2 separate regions of the Rattus norvegicus genome follow, and region 1 is linked to region 2. A link is a contact called in public Hi-C data. All regions are on one chromosome and are shown on one strand. Each heading gives the region's core, a stretch centred on a gene start, on an enhancer-like site or on the middle of the called end of the contact. The rest is flanking DNA. Distances are from core to core; before and after follow the strand shown. Region 1 holds the start of Rbms3 (RNA binding motif, single stranded interacting protein 3). Region 2 overlaps Rbms3 (RNA binding motif, single stranded interacting protein 3).

Region 1 (6,957 bases), core at 1,134-3,633, 370 kb after region 2:
ACTTCAATCAAAAGTTTCTCCTGTGGTTGTGCATGGCACTAGGAAACCAGAACCAGCACGAAGCACAATTTGGGGAAACATTTGGAAAAATTTAGCCAAATGAGTAAAAGGTTTGGAATGTTTGATATTTTTCGGCCAACCCTGAAGCTTATTGCTTTTGTCTCTTTGCGGAGAAAAAAAAAATGACCGTGGATATCCTTCTCCTATTTTAAACTTTGACCTTTTCTTTAAAGTAGTAGGCAGCATTCTGTACCAAGTTGCCCAAAGAGTTAATACTTAGGGCACCAGGCAGGAGGGCTAGTCTATTTAAGCAGTGGCAGCCCAAACTAACTGGGCACAAAGGCAGACAGCAAAGTGAGCCGACCTTGGAGGGGTAGGGCATAGCATAGAGTGATGGAAAAATGGGGGGAAAAGGAAAAAAAAAAAGGAGCACCAGCCTTTAATGCAATCCCAAGAGGCTGTTGTCCAGTTTGGTCCTCAAATGGGCATTGTCTGACGAGACAGAGTAAATGGGAGGTAACCTCAGCGTGAATCACCAACCCCTGATCGTGCCAGGGAACCCAGTGACAGCACACACTGCTCAACCGTGCCCTCCTTGCTTTCGCATGTGGAGTTACTGAGAAGATGGAGGGGTTAGGTTAATTCATGACGAAATCCGAGTATCCGATATGGTACTCCCCCCTCCAATCGAGTCCAATCGAATTGACAGATTGGAGCATGGAGCCCTCACCTCACCTCCTTCATGATTTAACTGCAGGATAAAAGTTCAGGGTCGGCACTGCCCCCTGCTCAGTTTTGTGGGTTTGCCTCTGGGGCCCCTAATGATCACTTAAGCACATGCTCATACAAAGCCCAAAGTCTTTAACCAATTCAAGTCCAATTATTATCAGTTACATTCCAAGCCTTTTTTTTTTTCAGACCCAGACTTCCTAGTAGTAACTGACAGGGTGGGGGGTGGGGGCCAGTCTAAAAGTAAAAACCGTGGGTGCTAAGCTTCCAGTTCTTTTAGCCCCTGGAGCATCTCCGTCATCCTTCACACAAAATAAAGACAGTCCAAACAAAACAACATGCTCAACAAACTCCGAAAAGACTTTCCTGGGTGCCCTGGAACCTCCTGGTGATCTTCTTTCCTACTGCACTAAGCCGTGAAAAGTTTAAGTGGCCCCCACCCCAGAGTGTTTTCTGCAAGGAAGGGGGAAAGGAAGGGAGGGGTGTTACCCCAATCTTTGAGATTCACACACAAAGAACAGCTCACTAGAAAAGCTCCTGAAACAATATTCTTGTCCCTGAGAACGTCTGCTGGGACCCCCTTTCTAAAAAATCCCTGCTCACCTGCAAAAGACTTCAACCATCTCAACAGCATATCTGCGGCTAAATAACAAAAGAACACTCCATTGAAAGTCCCCGTCTTTAAAGAGAAAGCTACACTCCGGGGCTTCCTCTCTCTTCTTCCTCTGGCTTGTTAACTCCATTCCTACTGTTAGTAATTTGAAAGAGGTCGGCCGAGGGGATGGGGGCGAGGGTGAGGGAAGGGTCCGTTTGCCATGCTCGCTCCGGAGGAGCGCCAGGCACCACGCTGTCTTCTGAAACCCGCGGGTCCAGCCATACCTTGGTTTGGAGGTACTGAGGATAGTAGTACGTGTACTGGGGGTACATTTGTGGCTGATCCAGGCGTTTGCCCATGTAGCTGGGATCTTTATCTCCGAGGCAGGAAACTGAGTAACAGGGTATATGAGCCTCCAGGCAGGCGAGCTTCTTTCTCTTAATCCACTGTCCCCGGCAGTCCGGGTGACTGCCGAGGCTCTGAGACTCCAGCACTCACTAGTTCCAACACCGTGAGGAATTTAAAACAACCAAAAAAAAAAAAAAAAAAAAAACCCAAAGCAAAGCAAAACAAAAGAACCAAAAGAAAAGAGAAAAAGAAAACAAAAACCAAAAATACCCCAAAGAGATGGGGGTTGAGATCCGTAGCGAAACCCCCAGACTGCTTCCCCAGTTTTTGCCTGCCTGGTTCCTCCCAGCTGCCCGGTCCAGTCCGGATGAAGCAGTTTGCTCTGTAACCAGCCTGTCTCTAGTGGTGTCAATCGCAGGCGCTTGTGAAGGCGAAGGAGGAGAAAAAAAAGAGAAAAAAAAAATCCTTTAGCACAACTCGGAATCCTTGCAGTTACAGCTCTCCGTCTCTCCCGTGTCTCTTTCCCACCACGGAAAAAAAATAAATTTTAATAAAAAGAAAAGAAAAGAAACAATGGGCAAACAGAAAAAGAAAGGAAAGGAAAAAACTGGGAAAAGAAGAAAAAGAAAAAGAAAAAAATAAAGAAAAGAAAAAGAAACCCGTGCAGGCTTAGTTGCTGCTGTCTGGTTCCCAGAGTGACATGGTGTGTTCCGGCTGGCCTTGCCCCTCTCTCACTCACTTCCCCTCCTTCCAGCCAGTGGGTGGAACTGAGAGTCTCTCCAGGGAGCCCGGCACGCAGTCCAGAGGCTGCGGTATTTCCTCCAAGGGGAAAAAAAAGAAGAAGAAAAAGAAAAAGAAGAAAATGGAAAGGGAGGAAGGAAAGAGGCTGCCACCTCTCCACTAGCTATCTGGAAAAGCACAGTGAGCAGAGTCTGCAGCCGAGCCGCGGGTGGAACCGAACCCCAGCCTGTCCGCGAAGTGCCTGGGTGGGGCATGGCCCAGCCCTCCCTGCCCCGCTCAGACCGAGCTCTCAAGCTCCGAAGCTGCCTTCTCCTCTCCAATCGCCAAGTTCCCAGAGGTGAGGCATGGCATTGCTGAACAAAACAGACCCTGCCCTGCGAGGGGAGCATGGGGAAAGGAGAAGTGTGTGTGTGTGTGTGTGTGTGTGTGTGTGTGTGTGTGTGTGTGTGTGTGTACACATCCATGCCAACCTTTCTAGTTAAGTGGGGAGAAAATTGTAGTCAAGGTTTTTCCAAAATCTGTTAACACATTAAAAGCCAGATGAACCCAGAACCTGAAGATGAAACCAGGGATGCTCTGGAGGATGCTCAAAAGAGGAGAAAAAGTGGAAAAGTGGGGATTCTCAGCTGGGTACCTCTGGGTACAAGGGGGTTGACTTAACTATCACAAATAATTGTTTTGTGGCCTTATCCATCTCTTAAAAATAAAATAAAAGTGATCCTTACTTTTATTTGCTTATTGGAGAATAAAATCTCTCTCTCTCTCTCTCTCTCTCTCTCTCTCTCTCTCTCTCTCTCTCTCTCCTTTCGTGGCTTTGTAAGTATTGCAAAAAAAATTGAACAAAAACTCATAATTACTTGTCAGAATCCCCCCCACCCCCAGTAATAATATTCTGACATGTCGATCAGCTGCTACATTATAATACAGATTGTTTCAGAGAAGATACATTTCCTTAAAGGGTTTCTCTGCAAGGCGGCGGCAAGGCTAAAATTAGCTGTGCCAGCTGTGCTTTGCTGGGAGTGCTCACGCATGCCCGGAGCGTGGGCAGCCAGCCTCTGTGCCTCTCCACTCCCCCAAGTCTGCTGAACACTCCAGCCGTCCTTTCAGATAAAAGACTCCAGGTACAAAGGCAGTTTCCTCACACGGAGGGAGGGAGAATTGAAATGCAATATGCAGGATGCCACCTCTGAGTAAGTCCTGCCCCTCATGGGGTAACAGCCTGGGTTCCTGGGCTCCAGGAAGCTGAGTTCTGAAATCTGTCTACCAACAGAAAGACAAGGACACAGGGAAATCGGGTTTTATGCCTATTCTCTCTCTCTCTCTCTCTCTCTCTCTCTCTCTCTCTCTCTCTCTCTCCCTCTGTGTGTGTGTGTCTGTCTGTCTGTCTGTCTGTCTGTCTCTGTTTTCTTTTTTAAAAGACAGCAGGCTCTCAGATACCCCAAGCTGCTCTTGAACTTGTATAAAACAGGATGACTTTGACTTCTGATCCTCCTGCCTTTGATTCCCCCAGTACTGGGCTCACAGGCATGAATTAATGTCCCAGGTTCCCGTGGGCACTGGCTGTTTAACCCAGGGCCCTGCCCATGCTAGCAAGCACTCTACTAACACAGCTATCTCTTGGTGACAAGAATGGGAACTTGAGTTGGAGGGTAGGCGTGGGAAACCTGAGGGCAGTGTCTTTGAAGCAAATCAAGCCAGTCTCACCCGTGCTCTAAAGGGGAAATTCTGGACCTCAGTTATCCCATCCACAAAATGGTCAAAGGACAGCAACAGAACCAGGCACAAAATCGAAACTAATCGCAAAGTCTTCTGGCCACATCTCCCTGCTCAGTGAAGCCCAGAGAGCTTGAGAGCTTGTCAAGACTCTAGGAATCTCACTGGTCCTTTCTGCTCGGAATCTGATTATAAATTCCACTCTTCACACTTCATGGTCCAGCTCTGAGTCGCACTGAGCTGAGGTCATGTTGGTAATGTGATCACCGAGCTCACACCTGGTTTTCTCTGTCAGCATGCCTATTGAAGCAGCTTTCCTTAAACCCTGGCTTCCCAAGGTGTAGTTGGTTTTCCCTGAGAGAAGACTCACAGGGATGCATTCTAAACTCAGAAGGGCGAGCCACATCCCCTATAGCCCTAAGAACTAGCATGGCGCCAGACACATGTTTGGAACACGCTTGAAGAACAAAACATTCTGAACCTAACAAACAATTGCCCCTCAGCTCATGGCGAGTGTTGGAGCATTTCCATTCTTTTGAAAGCCATCTGAAAAGTCACGCGTATTTATTGTATGTTGCACGTACGTATGTGTGTAGAGGTCAGGATACAGGCTCTGAGAGAGTTAGTTGGTTGTCTCTGCTCTAATGGGTAAGGTCTTTTGCTGAGATTGAACTCAGAGGGTCAGCCATGATGACAGTCACCATTAACCACTAAGCCATGTAACTATAGTCCATCTATTTCACTCTTTATCATGGCCTATTGACCCGGGTACAGGGAGTACAGAGACGCAGAGGTCAAGACCTGGTTCTTCTTTCACAGCAGAAAACCCAGTGAGGGGTATACACCAGAGAATAAATATGTGAGGTCAGAGGCCAGGAGTTGCTTGGTGTTGTGAGGAAACGTATAGCAAAGGGAGACATGGGCGTTGGGGTTTAGCTTAAAAAGCATCTCTAAGGAATTGCTCTCCTGGGGTTGGGGATTTAGCTCAGTGGTAGAGCGCTTGCCTAGTAAGCGCAAGGCCCTGGGTTTGGTTCTCAGCTCCGAAAAAAAAAAAAAAAAGAAAAAAAATTGCTCTCCTAAAAGGAGCCTTGAGGTATGAACCCAGTGCTGGGTTCTGGTGCTACTGGAGTGTTTAGTGCTCAAAGCCTTGGCTGGAGACCCTGTTCCTGCCTACCTCCTGGGCAGACTCCACGTGCCTCATTCCCCATTCTTCAGATGTTGCTCTCCACCTCCTGTAGTTCCTGAGGATCAGTTAAGATAAATGCCTGAAGAATCCGGGGATACCTTGAACACGCCATACATGTTCCACTAGATGCCAGCCTGAATCCTGAGGGTGGGGCGGAAGCAAGCCAACTAGAGGAGTCAGCAGACACAGGAAGCTTTCTGTATCTCAAGAGTGTGCTTTACCGCAGCCCAGAGGCTACCATGAAGCCATCAAGGGACAAAGATCTCAAGACAGGGGTGGAGGGGAGATTTCCAGCTAAGTCACCCTAGGTTTGAGGGGATGATTAATAGTGTCAACTTGACAGGACCTAGAATCACTTAGGAGATTATAAACCTCTAGGCATGTTTGTGAGGGACTCTTGAGTTAAAAAGACCCAAGCGAAACCTGGGTGTTGCCACGCCATTAGCTGGGCTCCTGGACTGAAGGAAAAAGGAGTGTGAGCTAGGTAGCAGTGGCCGTCTCTCTCCTCTGCTTCCTGACCGTGGACACTACATGATAACGAGCCTCCTTTTCCTGCCCTGATGCCTTCTTGCCATGATAGCGTGTAGCCTCTAACTGTGAGTAAAATAGACTCTTCCTTCTTTGAGCTGTCCTTGTCAGTTCTTTAGTGACAGCTAGGAGGAAAATCGCCAAACTTGGAACGGGATTGATGCGGACCGCTAAGCTGCTAACGGAGACTGTTGCAGTGGGATCCCATCCGAATCTTGCAACCCGAGAGTCAGGCACCTGCTTTAGGGCACTGTCATCCCACGTGACCCACCGGGCACCTTCACATCGGGCAGGGCAGCTTCCCAAGGCCCCTTCAGCAGTTCCGATGGAGGACATTGGTGTTCACCTTGAAACAACTGGCTCTGGAGATTCCCTGATGGAAACATTGTCTTAATGACAAACAAAAGGCTAAAAAAAAAAGTTAACTCCCCACTCAGAGCAATAGCCCACTTATATGTAAGATCCCCGGTGTGAACGGATGCTATCAACAATTTCTACACAGATTGCTACCTTGCAAATGGCTTCTCTGTTTCATTGGATTATTGGAATGTTCTGGGCATCTGTGGCCACTAGCCTCAGAATCCTCATTGCACACTTAAGGCTTTCCTGAAATTATATCAAGTGCATTATAAGTGTTGCAAAACCCAAGTTGTCCCTTACACTGCTTTCTCTGTGGAAATAATAGTACCCTTCCATTTAAATGGTTAAGTGGAAGCAGGAGGCAGCCGGTTTGAGTAGCTGTCTAAGTTAGAAGTCTTCTGCGCCATGGTTGCCAACTGACCAAATTCCAAGGTGGCAAAGAACCTCGGAGGGCAGGGTTGCTCCCAGGTTCACGAGATGTTCAGTGTGGCAAGAGAGGGCCCCACCAAAGACAAACTCTGACTTCAAAAACGGCCACATACAGGTGGAGTAGTAGGGGTGCTGGAATGAATGTCTGAGGAGCAGAGGCAGACAGACACCCATGGCTTGTCTTCACGCTGTCCTCCTGAAGAAAACCCACGTCCTCCTGTGGAGTGACATATTACCCTTTAATTATACAGACTGTGATGGCTAAGTTTCACTGTCACTCTGACCGAATTTAGAGTCACTGAGAACAGCTCTAGGCTTGTGCGTGACA
Region 2 (6,577 bases), core at 1,664-4,163:
GGGAAGGTGTACATTTGCTGTTACCAACACTCACAGTAGAACGTGAAGTTGAAGCCTCAGTAGTGGATGCTTTCTAAGATAAATCTGCTGGTGGGACACCAACCTCTCCTCATTAACTCTCTTAGCTGTTTCTCTCTCTTCCCCGGGTTCTCATTGAGAGGAAATATTCATGGGACAGCTTTCAAAGAGAGGACAAGCCCATGGATATAATGAGATGATAATAGTTTGGACAGAGACATGCTAGTGCTACAGGGACTTTGGAGTGTGAGTGTTCCAGCATTCCATCCCAACTTTCTCATGGCTCTGGGGTTTAGCGTGTTTACATTTTGGTTGACAGCTTGGCTCCCATCACTAACTTTTGGTCTCTTTAGACATACATAAAACCCTAATGTTTTCATGTTCAGTTTTTAGGCTGCAAAAATCTGAGTTGTTGCTACAACATACACTTGAAATTGGCTGAGTTTGTATATCTAAAGGAATATGTATTTTCCCAAAAGTGTGAGTTAATCAGAATGCCTCTGACCCTTTCTAGCACGTAGAAATAGGCACTAATTTCCAGCACTAAGCAGTAGCCCCGCTGAAAACACTAGTTTTCTAAATACATAAGCGAACACTGAGCTGTTTCTCAAAAAAATTCCAAAATTATTGTATTATTTTCATTTACATCCATACATGCATCTACGAGATCATCTGTATGTGAGTACAGCTGCTCAGAGAGGCCAGGAGAGAGTGTTGAGTTCCCTGGAGCTGGAGTACAGGTAGTTGTAAGCTGCCCAAGATGGAGTCAAACTTGGGTCCTCTGCAAGAGCGGTACCCAGTATCAGTCAATGAGGAGCCTCTCCAGCTCGCGATACTCTTAAGTACAGAAAATTTCTCTAAGAATACGTGTTATTACAAAAACGGATTCAGACCACTCAGCTGAAATTACTAAACAAAAACAAAAACAAGACAAAAACAACAACCAAACCTGAGACATGTGCGTAAAAACTGAGGCGGCAGACAGGGAATGAGCACCACACTCTGACAGGAAGTGCATGCTGAGGATGAGTTCACCAAGCTGGCTGTGCAGGCTCCCAGGCTCCGATGGCCTCACAGCATCCTCTCTGATAACATTGACTATGCAAATACTGAGCGCGCAGACGCCTGGAGTGTAAGGCGAATGTGGGAATCCAACCCTCCCCGGAGCCTGCAAGGTGCACTGGCCAGCAGTGACACTGTAGTCAAGGTCTTAGATCAGTTTCAGGGTGCCATAAGATAGGTTTGAAAGAAATGAGGGGAAAGATGGTCAAAGGACAAAAAAAAAAAGGATTAAATTCTGAATATTAGAGCCCGTAGCAATGGCGTACTTTAAGCAGATTACATACTGCTAAGTGGACAATTTAGAAAGATAAAGGATATGTTGAAATTCTATGTTCTAAAATTAAGCGATCTGCCTGAAATCCCAAAGATACTGATCTAAAACAGACATGCTAAGCTGCAGCAGAAATGGGACTAAATATAACGATAGCGATAAAAACAATTATAGCACCGTTCTAATATTATAATCCACTATTTTACATATCTGATTTTAGTGTTTTCTTCAACATACACCAGACTAACCAACGGCAGCCAATTGCTCTCAGAAGTCATAAATAAAGCCAGCACAAAGAAGATTCTAGAAAGATGGTAGAGAAGGAAGGGCCAGAACTCGGTCTCCCACGCAGACCTCAGACCCCAGTGTCTGTTGGAGACGCGCTACGCCCAAGGAAAAGTTTTAGCAGCCCGGACTGTTAAAGGGCATGGAGGAAGGAAAATGATTTACCTTTTACTTCTTGGCCTTCCCTCTTGCCACTGAGTTAATGAAATGGAAATAGCCAAAAGATATTGCCATCCTTGCAAGGACTACGGGCCAATTCTGGCTACATTTCCCAGCATCCCTTGCAGCGACGAGGCTGCTGTCTCCGCAAGGGACTATACCCCACGTTCAGTCAGAAACTCCATGCTCAACCTTTGCTCATAATGATGGGGATGGTCAATTCTACCAGCTGGACACGATGTAGCATCACACAGAAGACAGACTTGAGTAAGTTTCTGGGGAAGCTATCTAGTCTCTGTTAACTGAGGCGGGGAGACTGTCCCTAAGTGATGCTTCACCATCCCATGGCCTCGGGGCTTAGGAAGTGAGCTGAGAAGCGGCATCCATCTCTCTCTCTCTGCTCCCCAACTGTCTGGAGCTCCTGCTCTTGACTGACAAGATGGACTGTACCCTTGAAGTGTCAGCAAAATAAACCAGGTCTAGCCTCCTTAGGCGGCCTTTGTCAGACAGTTCGCCACCGCAGTGAGAAGACAAATGAATGTAAGAGCTTTCATACAGAAGGCTGCATTCAGATCACATATTCTAACCACTGGGGCTGATGCCCCAGGGAGAGACGCATAGAATGCGGGAAGATTGGTTTCCTGACTCTTTCACTGACCAAGAGTGTCTGAGAAAAATGGATTGTGACCGGGTGACACGGTGAGATGCCGGGTTATGATTAACCAGTCCAGCCCCGGTGGCATAGCTAAGAGCGGACAGCCCCCTGATTAAACTACTGACTCCAGCATGACAGGGATCATTCACTAGAGCCTCGGCGGCTTGTCTCACCCCATCTCCACTCCACATCTGTTCACCCCACAAACAAACTCACTCTCACATCCTGAAGACGTTGTCTTCAGCTGACATTACGTATGGGAGCCCACAATCTCTTGCAGATGGCCTCTCGGAAACCCCGTAGCTACGCCACAGGTCACCACAGGAGCCGGGCATGAAGAAATGTTTTCAATGTCTTTCTTTCTCCCTGGCTCCTTCCTGTAAAACTCCCTGCAGAGGGGGGAGTTAAATGACCCAGCTCTGTCTCCATGAAAGCACGCATGGCTCACGAGCTACTTAGTATTCACAGGCCATCCCTCCTCCACCCAGCAAGACACACTTAACCAAATGACCTCATTCATCTTTACATGAGCCATGAGCCTTGATTTTTTTTTTTTTTTTGAGGCAAAACAACCACAGATGCTGTTCCTCCTATTTCGAAGATCAAGACATTAAGGGAGAAAATACAAAAGCTATAAAGAGCAACCATGACTTCATTCACAGGCAAAGCCTCTGGTCTAAGGCTGACTCTTGGCAGGGCCAGGCATTTGTGGCTAGTAATTGCATGGAAATAGGTGGCAAGGGGCCCTTGAGATGGCTCAGTGAGGGACTTGCCACCAAATGTGATGACCAGGGTTTGATACCTGCAAGCCATGTGATAGAAGGAGAGGACTGACTCCTGCCAATTGTCCTCTGATGACCACGAATGTGTCATGGCATGTATATGCCCACCCCAGGACAAACAAAAATAAATAAAACATAATAAAAACAAAGTGGGGGTTGGGGATTTAGCTCAGTGTTAGAGCGCTTGCCTAGGAAGCACAAGGCCCTGGGTTCAGTCCCCAGCTCCGAAAAAAAAAAAGAACAACAAAAAAACAAAAACAAAGTGAAGTGTTGAGAGTGTTAAGACCTGCAGAGCATACATATGCGCACACCAGCCTGTCTCATCCATGGCTCTTAAGTTTCTCCTGAAAATCAGCAGGATTGAGTCACACCCAGACTGTCTTCCTGAGTTCCAGGACACCTTGATTTTGTAAATGAGGAGTCAGGCACACTGCTGTTTGTGATGTCCTCACATCTTTCACGATGTCTTTGTTGTTGTTGACGTCTTCCTCTGCTCTCGTCCCTGGTCTCCCCTGCCCCCCACCTCTTCCTTTCCCAGCTAGTTCTTCTGTCATCATTTTACAAGTACTCTGTCCCTCAAAACTTCTACTTTGGGGATAGTTGGCTCCGCAGTTAGGAGGACTTGTCCTTCCAGAGGATCCGAATTTGGTTCCCACTGTCACCCTGGGTGATTCACAACCACCTGTAACTTGAGCTCCAGGAAATCCAAATCTCTCTTCTGGAATCTCCAGGCACTGACAGGCAGACAGACATATGTGTGTGTGTATGTGTGTGTGTGTGTGTGTGTGTGTGTAATTTATATACATACATGTATATGCATATATAAAAATTAGTTATGCATACATGCATATACATGCATGTGTGTATAATCTATACATACACACATATACGTATAATTTATTTACACATACACATGCATATATGCATATAATTTCGATGTAAAGACACATGTGCACACACAGGCATACACACATGCACACATACACATACACACATGCCCATGGCTGCACATTCACACACACACACACACACACACACACACACACACACACACCTTCTTTTCCCTGTCCATGGTTCCCTTTCTAGAACGTTTCATTACCTATACTTTCCCTCCCATAAAGACATATGCAAACATATAAAAATTAAATTGGACTTATAAATTAGAGAAACTATGATATTTGTCTTTCTGGGTCTGGGTTACTTCACTGAATATATTAAGTTTCAGTTTTACTCACATTTTTGTAAATGTCAGGCTTTCTCTTTCTCTTTTTGCATGTAAATATCAAACTATCAAGTTTAGGCAGCACATTTTTTCTTATCCATTCATCCATGTGGTGACACGTAGGCTGGTTCTGGGACTTAGCTATTGTGAACAGTGCAGTAATCACATCTCTGTACCATAAGTACCTCTGTGGTAGGACTCGGAGACCTGTCCCACTCCTCCTTTCAACCTTGTGTCTACAGTCACAAAGGGGGTACAGCAGAGGCACTAGTTCTGTGGTCCCTGTAAACTGAGTCACACTCAGGAGGCACAGAATCCCTCACTTTGTTTTGAGACCTTAAGCAGAAAATCGTATTCACTTATACGATAAATAGATTTAGGCATGGCCAAGTTTACAGAGATGTAGAAAAAGGGGGCCCGAGGAAGCAGATGTTGGGGATAAAGAGGAAAGTTTTCGTTTTATGAAAAATATGTGCTTTTCCTAAAAATGACATCATGGCCAAGACCCCTGGTCGATCAGGAAAGACAAAAGAGAGACAAGGGATGATGTTATAAAGTCTATGGTGTTAGTGGTTGAGAGACAGCTGGAGGTTTTGATGTGGGAAATGTCCCTCATTCTACTGACTGATATCACAGTGGACATGGTATTGGCATGAGGAGGTGACTGTGTTAACTACAGTTTAAATACAAAGACCATTATTACCTTGAACCCAGAGCCACACATCCTCCCCTTGCTTTTGGTAGAATGCTTCAGTCAGAAGTACACAATGATATCCACAATGACAGTGGTGATATCTGGTGTTGGCTAGTTAAGTTTCAGAGATGTCGGCAATCATTTGTGTACGGATATTTTGGTGTGTGTGTGTGTGTGTGTGTGTGTGTGTGTGTGTGTGTGCACTTACATGGCACTATTCTAAGAAAAGCGTTTTGAAGGGCAGAGAATACCTTGCAGGAGTCGATTTCCTTCTACCCTGTGGATCCCAGGGACTGAACTCGGGTAGGTGGGTTTGGCAGTAAGCGCCTTCACCCACTGAATCATCTCCCTGCTCCCAATCTTTGGCAGGTCCTGTGGTAAAAGTTTCTAGTCCATGCCTATAACCCTCAGAACAGTGATGTGATGTTCAAACACTTATCCCAATTTTACAGGTGAGGAAATGCCACCTCAAGGGTTTTAAGTAGCTTATCAGAGACCTCCCCAGTAAAGAGCAGCAGATCTGGAATTTAAACCATTGTGTACTGATCTAATGCTTTGCCAATTGGCCCCCTGTCACAAAGATTTTCTAAGCAAAACTCAATCGAAGTTATTTTTTTATACGAACGTTTTTCATTTTATTTCCCCAGCAATCACTCTTCTTGAAGCAACAACAGCCCAGATATGAGTCATCTCCTTAGTCCTTCACATGGAATTGGATGATACGTGTGATTGTATGACGTTTACTTCCCACTTCCATGGACAGAAAACCTACTGTTATTTCTCCCGTCCTCACTACGAGGGCTCTTTCCTAACCTTGTATGTGTTGGGTCAGAGACTCGGAAGCCAATGTTGGTCTCTAGAGGTTGACCTTGCATCTCTGAGAGTAGAAAATCAGTGCTGGTGAAGTTAACATTTCCATAGGGTTTGGGACTCCACTCGGGAGACCTCTGAGTTAAAGACCTAGCTCCTGAAATGTCGGTCATCTGAGGAACAAATTCTCAAAGTCTTACCTGCTCAAAGGCCTATAGCATTTTACTCATTTCTTGTGAGAATTTTACTTTTGTCTCTTAGACTGATAATGGAAGCACTGAGAAGCCTTGTACGCGGTCCCCGCAGAGGGATGTCGAAACAGTTAGTGGTGAGTATTAAATGTCTGAAGAGAGATGCAGGCACAGTAATAATTTGTTGATGTTCTTATCACATCTTCACTCTGGATAAAATCTTGTCAAGACCTAGATAGCTGCTATTTTTATGAGTTTTGGGCTTTCCTTTTATTTCATTTTTCCATCCCCCTACACGACTGCAAATGTCTTGGAAATATTTAGAGCCTTGGGTCAGATGCTTTTATTCACACGAGAATTAATAAAAACCAAACTGGGTGAAGTTATTACCCTATTCATCTCTCCTCGGGCCCAGTCAGAGTTTAATT

The links. A called contact is a pair of places that touch in the nucleus more often than the background predicts.
Region 1: a Hi-C map of Schwann cells shows a contact between it and region 2, with 5 times the contacts expected there. The contact joins the promoter of Rbms3 here to the enhancer-like site in region 2.

Annotation. Positions count from the first base shown.
Region 1 is chr8:125,866,579-125,873,535 of GRCr8, forward strand. It overlaps Rbms3 (RNA binding motif, single stranded interacting protein 3), which reads right to left and starts at 2,384. Exons shown (of 15, transcript NM_001401889.1): 1 at 1,609-2,384. The coding sequence starts at 1,683. It overlaps LOC102550774 (a long non-coding RNA gene), which reads left to right and starts at 2,614. Exons shown (of 4, transcript XR_356664.5): 1 at 2,614-2,750.
Region 2 is chr8:125,500,443-125,507,019 of GRCr8, forward strand. The region is part of intron 4 of Rbms3 (RNA binding motif, single stranded interacting protein 3); the gene reads right to left. Among named protein-coding and RNA genes, the nearest start is that of Rbms3, 370 kb to the right of the region's middle. Within about 2 kb of position 2,914, at least 2 of the 93 cell types and tissues checked have an H3K27ac peak or open chromatin away from gene starts, as enhancers often do. A contact at or near this core is called in Schwann cells, where this site is marked.